Regions from separate parts of the Sus scrofa genome. Here region 1 is linked to region 2. A link is a contact called in public Hi-C data. All regions are on one chromosome and are shown on one strand. Each heading gives the region's core, a stretch centred on a gene start, on an enhancer-like site or on the middle of the called end of the contact. The rest is flanking DNA. Distances are from core to core; before and after follow the strand shown. Region 1 has its middle 24 kb from the start of IL19. Region 2 overlaps MAPKAPK2 (MAP kinase-activated protein kinase 2).

The links. A called contact is a pair of places that touch in the nucleus more often than the background predicts.
Region 1: a Hi-C map of alveolar macrophages shows a contact between it and region 2, with 4 times the contacts expected there. The contact joins two enhancer-like sites. A contact is called at or near these places in 1 of 5 promoter capture datasets (liver), 32 of 47 Hi-C or Micro-C datasets (adipocytes, alveolar macrophages, blood and 17 more) and 2 of 2 datasets of contacts at active chromatin or transcription factors (alveolar macrophages and skeletal muscle).

The regions. Positions count from the first base shown.
Region 1 is chr9:67,442,969-67,447,727 of Sscrofa11.1, reverse strand. No RefSeq gene overlaps it. Among named protein-coding and RNA genes, the nearest start is that of IL19, 24 kb to the left of the region's middle. Within about 2 kb of position 2,852, at least 11 of the 83 cell types and tissues checked have an H3K27ac peak or open chromatin away from gene starts, as enhancers often do. A contact at or near this core is called in alveolar macrophages, where this site is marked.
Region 2 is chr9:67,363,605-67,368,527 of Sscrofa11.1, reverse strand. It overlaps MAPKAPK2 (MAP kinase-activated protein kinase 2), which reads right to left. Exons shown (of 12, transcript XM_003130462.6): 12 at 3,468-4,923. Among named protein-coding and RNA genes, the nearest start is that of IL10, 39 kb to the left of the region's middle. Within about 2 kb of position 3,322, at least 12 of the 83 cell types and tissues checked have an H3K27ac peak or open chromatin away from gene starts, as enhancers often do. A contact at or near this core is called in alveolar macrophages, where this site is marked.

The sequences.
Region 1 (4,759 bases), core at 1,603-4,102, 80 kb before region 2:
GATTTTCCAGATAGTTTTCTCCTATTGGTTTTTTGGGGTTTTTTTTGTTTGTGTTTTTTTTTTTTTTTTTTTTTTTTTTTTGCTTTTTATGGATGCATTCATGGCATATGGAGGTTCCCAGACTAGGCTTCCAATTGGAGCTACAGTTGCCAGCCACAGCCACAGCCACAGCCACAGCCACAGCAATGCAGGATCCCAGCAGTGTCTGCGACCTGCACCACAGCACACGACAACACCAGATCCTTAACCCACTGAGCGAGGCCAGGGATTGAACTGGCAACCTCATGGTTCCTGGTCAGATTCATTTCCACTGCACCACGATGGGAACGCCTCTCCTATTGATTTCTAATTTAATTCCCTTGAGGCCAGAAAGTGTGTGTGTGGGTGTGTGTGGGTGTAATCTCCAGTTTACTTTTGACTAGTGATACATGGTATATCTTTTAGCATTTTCTGTATTCTTTTACTTTTGAATTATTTTTGTCTTTAAAGAGTTTTTCTTGTAGAGAGCATCACATAGTTCAGCCTTATTTTTTAATGCAATCTGATGAGTTCTGTTTTTTGTTTGTTTGTTCATTTGTTTTAATTTAGGGCTGCACCCATGGCATGTGGAGATTCCCACGCTAGGGCTCAATCAGAGCCAAGCTGCCGGCCTACACCATCGTCACAGCAATGCCAGATTCTTAACCCACTCATTGGGGCCAGGGATTGAACCCATAACCTCATGGATACTAATCAGGTTTACTACCACTGAGCCACAATGGGAACTCCAAGCCCTGCTGTTTTAATTAAGGTGTTTAGGTATTTAATATGATTATTGATACAGCTGTCTACCCTCTATTTTTTCCTATTTCTATCATCTGTTTTTTAATGCTTTTCCCCTCTCTTTTTCTGATAGCTTTTTTTTTTTTTTTTTTTTTTTTTTCTTTTTTTGGCTGCCCCTCAGCATATAGAGTTCCTGGGCCAGGAATCATATTTGAGCTACATTGCCATCTATGCCACAACTGTGGCAAAGCCAGATCTCCCCCACCCCCACCCCCACCCCCTGCTTTTCAGAGCCACACTCACAGCCTATGGAGATTCCCAGGCTAGGGGTCAAATCCCAGCTACAGCTGCTGGCCTACACCACAGCCACAACACCACCAGATCCGAGCCGCATCTATGACTTACACCAGAGCTCATGGCAACACCAGATCCTTAACCCACTGAGCGGGGCCAGGGATCAAACCCACAACCTCATGGTTCCTAGTCGGATTCATTTCTGCTGCGCCATGACGGGAACTCCCAAAGCCAGATCCTTTAACCCACTGTGCCTGGCAGGGGATTGAACCTGCGTCCTGGCACTGCAGAGATACTACTGATCCTGTTGTGCCACAGTGAGAACTTCCTGATTACTTTTTAATTCATTGAGGTTATTATATTTGTTGTTGTTGTTGTTCCATTTTATCTCCTTTGTTGGCTTACATATAACTCCTTTTTGTTGTTTTAGTGGTTGCCTTGGGGGGGGTTTAGTAGACATATTTCACTTATCACAGTCTATGTCCAAATCATATTATACTACTTCACATTAAGTATATAATCTTACAATAGTGTACTTCCTTTTCTCCCTCTCAACCTTCATTCTATTTTTGTTGTATTTTACCTATTCTTATTTTATAAACTCCAAAATACAGTATTTCTTTGTTTAAATAGCTGATTATTATTTAAAGAAAAAAATCTGATGTATTTATTCATGTAGTACCATGCTCTTTAATCCTTTGTGTGCCTTCAGATTCCCATCTGGTATAATTTTTCTTCTGGCTAAAGGATTTTTTTTTTTTTTTAACATTTGTTGTAGTGCAGGCCTGCTGGCAATGAATCCATTCAACTTTTGTATATCTAAAATAGTCATTTTTTAAAAGATATTTTCACCAGTTATAGAATTGTAGATTGACAGATTTCTTTTCAGATACTTGAAAGATAATGCTCCATGTCTTTGCACTTGCATCGTTTCCAATGAGAAATCTGTTCAATTTATCTTTGTTCTTCTATACATATTGTGTCTTTTGCTGACAGCTTCTAGGACATGTTTATGACTTGCCTTTGTGTTATTTTCTTGCTAAGACTATGTTTTACACAGGATTATGCTGCTTCCATTTTGCTGATTCTAATCCCCCAAATCATGTTGCTTAATCATGATTCATAGATACAATGTTAAAGATACAATGTAGATAACTGTATCAGTCAGGAATCCCCAGAGAAATGGAATCAAAATCTTTTAATATGCAAATCAATTTTTCTTAGTTTCTTAAATTCCATCTAAGTATAGTTGATTTACAATGTAAATAGGTTTATTGGAAGAAATTGACTTACCCAGTTACACAGGCTAGCAAGTCTGAAATCTGTGGGGGTGGGGGTGGACAGGCTGAAAATTCTCTGGCAAAAGCTAATGTTGCAATCTTGAAACAGAATTTCTTCCTCCAGGAAACCTCAGTTTTTGCTCTTATGGTCTTTCAACTGATTGTAAGACGACCACCCACATCATTGAGGGTAATCTCCTCTACTTAAAATCAGCTGATTATAGATGTTCACCAAGCCTACAACATATCCTGACAGCAACACTTAGATTCATATTTCATTAAATAACTGTGTTCTATAGACCCGCCAAGTTGATACATAAAACTAAGGATCACAGTATCTAAAAGGGTTAAAAGGAACTGGAAAGTATCATAGAAGGTGAAACTGTTAAGATTTGAGGAAACAAAGGAAAAAGATTGAAACTGTTTAAAAAGAAACTTAGTAGAGAGGCCCTGAGGAACCAAAACTCAGACCTCTTAGTAGGAGGCATTGCTCAGCCAGTGTTAGACTTCCGAATTCAGAAGAGGACTCAGGGGTATGGAACCCAGACATCTGGGGAAGGGGCACTGGCTAGCTATTGTGGGTATCCGCAAAGGAGACTAGATGAGGCTGATTCTGCAAATGTTACAAAAACTGCAAACTGGATTCAGCGGCAGCTACAAGAAGAAAATGCTTATGTTATGATAAAGAAATGTGCTGGGGTCATACTCAGAGGAACCACAATCAGACAGGAAACCCTCAAGAACTACACAGCAGGGAGCAAACCTCTCGTTCCTCCTTCAGCCTTGCAGTCTCCATCCAGTGTCCCTATCAGCAGAGCCAACTGCAAAGGCAAAATTGTGGTTTTTCAGAGACTAGCTCCAGGATCCTTGGTGCTCAAGTTCACCAAGGCTGCTGGTACCAAGAAGCGATTCCAGAAGCTCTGAGGCTGGATGCCAGCCCACTCTCCCAAACAAAATAGTTATTTTCCCATTCAAAAAAAAAAAAAAAGTTGGAATCGAGACACAATAAGTTAACCAACTGACACACGCCACCCCTTTAGCTAGTCAGCATCCATAACTACAAAAATTTCAACTGTGGTATAACTACAAAATAATTCTTTGTCTCCTCCTCAAAATACAACTTTTTTGCAAATAAACCAAGACAGTGCTGACTTCTCCCCCAGATTCAGAGCTGTAAGATCTCCACTGCCATTGCAGCCATCTCTGAGCAACATCCATTATTTTTCAAATTCAGCCACAATCCCATTTGCACATATGCATTCCAAAAACCAGATTGAAAGGTAACTTCCAACAAAACATGTAAAAATAATAAGGATCAGCAAGAGAGAGAAGAATAAAGTCTTTCATGCACTCAATTATATATACACACTTTCACATAATAAGCAAGGACATAACTGGTCATGAGGCCATAATTGAGATTTACAAGTCAATTATAACTCCTTCTTCTACTACCCGTTTCATATATCCTTTGTCTTCATCCAATCCCTAAGATGGTTGAGTTTTTTTTTAAACAGCAAGGTAATCTATCTTGCCTAAGGGTCTGAATCATCCCTGGTTATGGCTTTGGCAGGGGGTGGGAAAATGGTCATCTTCTATTAACTTTTATTGTTGGACTTGAAAATACTCAAAGGCACCCCAGTGAATACCCTGCATTCCAGATCTAGTCCTCCCTGCCCCCAGTGAGAGGCAGTAACACATTTTTCCTATGGTAGTCCATATCAGTCACCCCAGCCAGCAGGGTAACTCTTTCTTTTGCCGGTTGGTTCAGTAACATGCAGAACTCAGCATAGCCGGGGGCAGTCTCATCTTCCAAATCAATGCAATATTAGGGCATGTCCTGCTAGAAGTTTTCTTGGGAATCAAGACTTCAAACCAGCAGAGCTCCAAGTCCCAGGGATTGGAAGCAAAAAATCTGTGGGAAGACTATGAGATTTAGTGTGAGAGGAGCCAGTCTACTTCCACCTTTAATTCCCAGACCTGTGCAGTCTGGCTATGGGAAACCCAGGACTATGTATTTGTCTATGATTCAAAATAGTCTGTGACCTCTGTCCTTTGAGGGTGTAATTTCTTTCTTTCTTTCTTTTTTTTTTTTTTTTTGACCTTTTTTTTGGGCCGCACTCCCAGCATAAAGAGGTTCCCAAACAGAACTGTAACCACTGGCCTACACCAGGGCCACAGCAACGTGGGACCTGGGTCGTGTCGGCAACCTACAACACAGCTCAAACAAATGCCAGATCCTTAACCCGCTGAGCGAGGCCAGGGATCAAACCTGCATCCTCATGGATGCTAATCGGGTTTGCTAACCACTGAGCCACGACAGGAATTCCCTGAGGGTATAAATTCTTAACTGGTGCCATATGTGCAGTAATTTTTGCATCTGCTAGGCCAGCTGCTTTTGGGTGGTGGGGTATGTGGGATGTGGG
Region 2 (4,923 bases), core at 2,073-4,572:
TCACCAAAAGGCCTCCCAGACAGAGGCTGGAGCCCCTCCCAAAGAAAGGCTGCTCCCTGACTCAGCCAGCCTCCCCCGGGGAGGTGGTCCCTAAGTGTGGGCTTCGAGAGACAGGCAGGGAGGGGCTGTACTCCCAGCACTGAGGGCACAGAGCGCCACCCCCCCTCCCCGCCCCCAGGCCCATCTGGAGGATACCCAGCAGATCTGTTTACATCTAGGCAGGTGAGATGGCACTTTCCCCAGACCGGCCAACCCCAGCCTCCTCCCCTGAATAACCGAACTTCCTTCATAACATACCCCACAGGCCGGGCCTGCCCGCTCTACCCACAGGCTCCATCTACCCGCTCGTCATTCACAGTCCCCCCTGCGCTTCCTGTCTCCAACCCAGTCAAAGGAAAACCCCCAATTTTCTGTTATTGTTTACCAACCCAACCGCCTCCTCACCCCAGGGCGGGGGCCACACCCTCAGGCAAAGGACAGGAACAGGGACTTAGCCTGCTGACCCTGCTCCAAACCTGAGGCAGCCCACCAGAGGGTGGGACACTAAGAGTGATAAGGCCACCTGTCAAAACACCTAAATCCATCATCTCGTTGCAGTCCTCCTCTAATAGCCTCGGGACCTAGGAGTGTCACACTGCCTCCCCCACCCCCAACCATGGAAAAGGAAACTCTATTCCGTGAAAAGGAGGCCAGCCATCCCCCTGCTTGGCTCCCCCTTTCGCCTTCCGTATCAAGAGGACTTCAGTGAGTTTTAAGAAGCTCGAAATTTGAGATCCAAGCCAGACTGACCTCTGCTCAGTCGTGAGGCCTTGGCTCAGTCATTTTACATCTCTGAGGCTGGGTTTCCTTACAGGTAAGTTGGACGCTAGTTTGACTCCCTTAGAGGGCTCTTATGATGGTGCAGATTTTAAGGGGAATAGCCCAGCACAGCATCAGTGCCTCGTGAGTGCCCATAAGCCCTCCTGACACCTCACACCACTTAAGTGTGTTCAATTATCATGTCCTGGTGCCTCCTGCAACCATGCACGCCAGCATCTGCCTTTAGGTATGAAAGTTCCACCACCATCCCACCTGGGAGCTTAGCAGATGGAGGTTAAGTTTGTTCTAGAGACAGGGTCACACCATGGAAGGTCAGCAGATTGGAGAGAGAGGAAAGGCACAGGCGGCAAAACCCCACTCGCCAAGCCAGGCCCCTCCTGCCCTGCACCCCAGCCATCTTCCCTGAGTGTCAGACCCAGTACCAAGAGCTGGGCTGGAGTTCCCTCATGGGTCAGCGGCTAACGAACCCGACTAGCATCCATGAGGACATAGGTTCGATCCCTGGCCTCGATCAGGGGTTAAAGCATCCGGCGCTGCCGTAAGCTGTGGTGTAGACTGCAGGCGTGACTCGCATCTGGTGTTGCCATGGCTATGGCGGAGGCCGGCAGCTAGAGCTCCAATTCGACTCCTAACTTGGAAACCTCCATTTGCCGCGGGTGCCAACCTAAAAAGAGAAAGAGAGAAAAAAAAAGAAGCGCTGGGTTGACCCAGCCAGAGGAGGAAGCAAAACAGAACTGTTCACATGTGGGGCAAGAGGATGAGAAGGCACAAAACAGGCCATGGCAGAGCAGGACCCCACAGGTGCCCACATCCCGGTCCTGGACCAGTGAACACCTTGCCTACGTGGTGAAGGGGCTGTGCAGGTGGGATTAAGGGGAAGGGCCTCCTGGATTCCCTGGGCAGGCATAGTCTAATCTTTACACAGGTCCTCAAAAGTGGAGACTCCCTCCTGCCTCAGTCAGAGATGTGACAATGGAAGGGTTAGAGAGCTGCCACATTGCAGGCCTTGAAGACAGCAGAAGAGGGTCACGTGCTAAGGAATGGGGAAACCTCTAGAAGCTGGAAACGCAAGGTGACGAAATCTCCTAAAGCCTCCAAAAAGGAATGCAGCTCTGCTGAGACCTTGACTTTAGACCAGGGAACCACATCAGACTTCTGGCCTCAGAACTATATTAGATCTGTGCTGTTTTAATGTACAATTTTTTTTTTTTTTTTTTTTTTTTTGTCTTTTTGGGCCCCACCACTGGTGGCATATGAAGGTTCCAGGCTAGGGATCCAATGAGAGCTGTAGCCGCCGGCCTACACCACAGCCACAGCAACACCAGATCCAGGCACCACAGCTCACAGCAACACTGGATCCTTAACCCGCTAAGTGAGGAGAAACTGATTCGCTTCCACTGAGCCATGATGGGAACTCCTGCACTGTTTTAAGCTACAAAATGTATTGCAGCAACCACAGAAAATTAATGCAGCCTCCAAAGACGGGAGGGTTCTGACAACAGCCCTTCCCCTGGCACCCCATTCCCCCCTTGCGCCCCTTATTCTCTCTCCCCCCAGTTCTTAGCACCTCTGATACCTACGTAAGCACAGACACATGACTGGATTTCTCTGAAAACCTCACGCTGGTTCATTTGAGCAAGTTTCTAGAGTGATGGGTAGTTTCACAGCGACCCACTCAGGAGTTACGGGGGAGGGGGGTTGTCGTGGGGGCCACCAGGGATGCCCTGCCTCAGTCCTGGGCATGAGCAGGGCAGATGTGATCCCAGAGGTGACTGACAGGATGGGCAGGAGGCCAGGTCTAAGGACGAGACCCCCGCCCAGGTCTTCAGTCCCTGAGTTCTGGTCCAAACCGATCAGGTGTGCAGCCCCCAGCACACCCCCTCACCCTCTCGGTTCTCACTCATAAAACAGGGATGACAATCCCATCTTCCCTTCTCCCCTGACAGTTCTGAGGACCATCTGAGGAAACATAGGTGAAATTGTCTCCAACTATGTTTCCATCTGACTGAGAGGGACAACAGTGGGGTCAGTAGACCAATTTCCACCCCAGGACCCACAGCAACCCGACTGACAGTGTGACCTCAGATATCCCAGCTCTGGGACTCAGTCTTCTCATCTGTGAATTGAGGGGAATGGGTCACAGGAGCCCCGAGGCCTCCTCCAGGTCTGATGCAGAGGATTTGGTTTCTGCCGGACCCCTATCGCCCCCTCCTGGAATTTTTGGGAACTACACCAACCTGCTCCTCTGGACTCTTTCCCAAGAATTTGAACCCATTCACCAACTTCATGGATCTCCATGCCAGCGACCCCCTTGGCTGAGGGTGTCAATGCCTGGCTGTGGCTACAGAGGTCAAAGCACTGGGCTCAGAAGTGGCTTGGCTCCTGATTCAGTCCTTGGCAAAAAGACTCGGGTTTCCCAGCCGTGGTTGGCACCAGCCCTGCTCCTCAGATCCCCACAGCAGACACGTCCAGACCAGGTCCTTGGCAGGGCGGGCGCTGGCTCCCTTTCACCCAGAAGGCTCTCCTCTCCTCTCCTCTCCCAGGGCACCCGGGCTCTGCCCTCCCAACCCGCAGGCCCACTCTGCACATGTGGGAAGAGATAGGGGTCAAGGTCTGAGCCCCATGAAGGAAGAAGAAGGAAACCTTCCAACTATTAAATCTGTTTAGTAAAGACAATTTTGCTCATACAAAACAACAAGAGTTTACAACAATCTGAGTGCTGGACACACCATCAGAGACGGGGAGGTGTTGCAGGCCCTGGAGCCCTCCTCCCAGGCCCGGAGAAGACCCCCCCTCAACTCTGCCCCTGAGGGAGATGAAAGCTGAAGTATGACTGCCAGCCCTGCCCCAAGGGACCTTGGCCGAGGCCCTTTCCCGGCCTTGCTCCAAGCTAACACTGGGGGAGGGCCTTCCCCTCCCCACCTCACCCCACCCCCCTCACTGGCCGGGACACATGCTGCTGAGTTGTTTGGGGTGGGGGTGAAGTGGCTGACGGGGAAGGAGCAGAGTCAGGACATCTTTGGTGCAAAGACCCTCCACCACCACCACCACCCGCTAGGCCACACGATGGAAATTTGCAGGAGGGTCACAGAAGTGGTGCTGCCTTTGCCCACAAGGGGTCGCTGGCCAGTGCCCCCAGGAGGCACATGAAATGCAGCAGCCATGTCACTCATAAACCACTCAGGCTCACCCCCCTGAGGGAGCCTGTTGAGAAGTAGCTCAAACCGTAAGAAAATAAACAAGAACAACGGGTTAATAATGGCAGGAAGGGGAAGTAGAGAGGGAACTTGGTAGATGAGTGCCTCGGAGGGTCAGGACCAGCCCTGCGTGGGGAGTGGGGGTCCTGGGGCGGGGCTCCAGTCCATAGTCCAAGGCTAAGTCACTCCTCTCCACCTCCCAGAACCAGCTCACAGAGGCAGGCACGGACGGCCTGGCTCAGAACCTGGACAGGCTTCCCAGGCACTTTGGCAGGCCCAGCACGGGCAGGGCAGGCCGAGGGGGGAGAAGGTTCCTGAGCCACGGCAGAGACCCCCCCTCAGCAGCCCTGCCTGCCCTGACCCCTCAAATGCCCAGGCCCAGGTACTGATCCAGGCACACGTGCACGGGCACACGCACACGCACACACACGACCACACTCACTCCTATCCGTCTGGCACACAGGGGGGATGTTGGTGGGCTCAGCAGAGGAGGCAGGGGGCCCTCTTGGCCCCGGCCCCCCATGGCCCACAGCTCTGGGAATGGCTCAGCCAGCGGGGTCCTCGGGCTGTAGTGGGGAAATCAGAGGGTAGGTGGAACGACACAGGGACACCCCCTCTAACAGTTTCCACAAATCCCCTTGAGCAAACCCCAAACCCTTGCAGGATTCAGAGAGGCAGGGGCTTGGGGGAGAGGAGCAGGAGTGAGGGCAAGAACAATAGAAGAAGTTTCATAAAAATTCTAAGTCAAATTACTGATAAAATTGCAAAATGAGCACAGGTTCAAGAGCATCTTGCTCCTTCTCACCAAGCCCTCCCAGCCTCCCAGCCTCTCCTTCTCCAGGAGGCGGCCAGATCCAAAGGCAGAATCCAGCCCCGATGAGGTCCGGGCTCCATGCAGCCAAGGAGG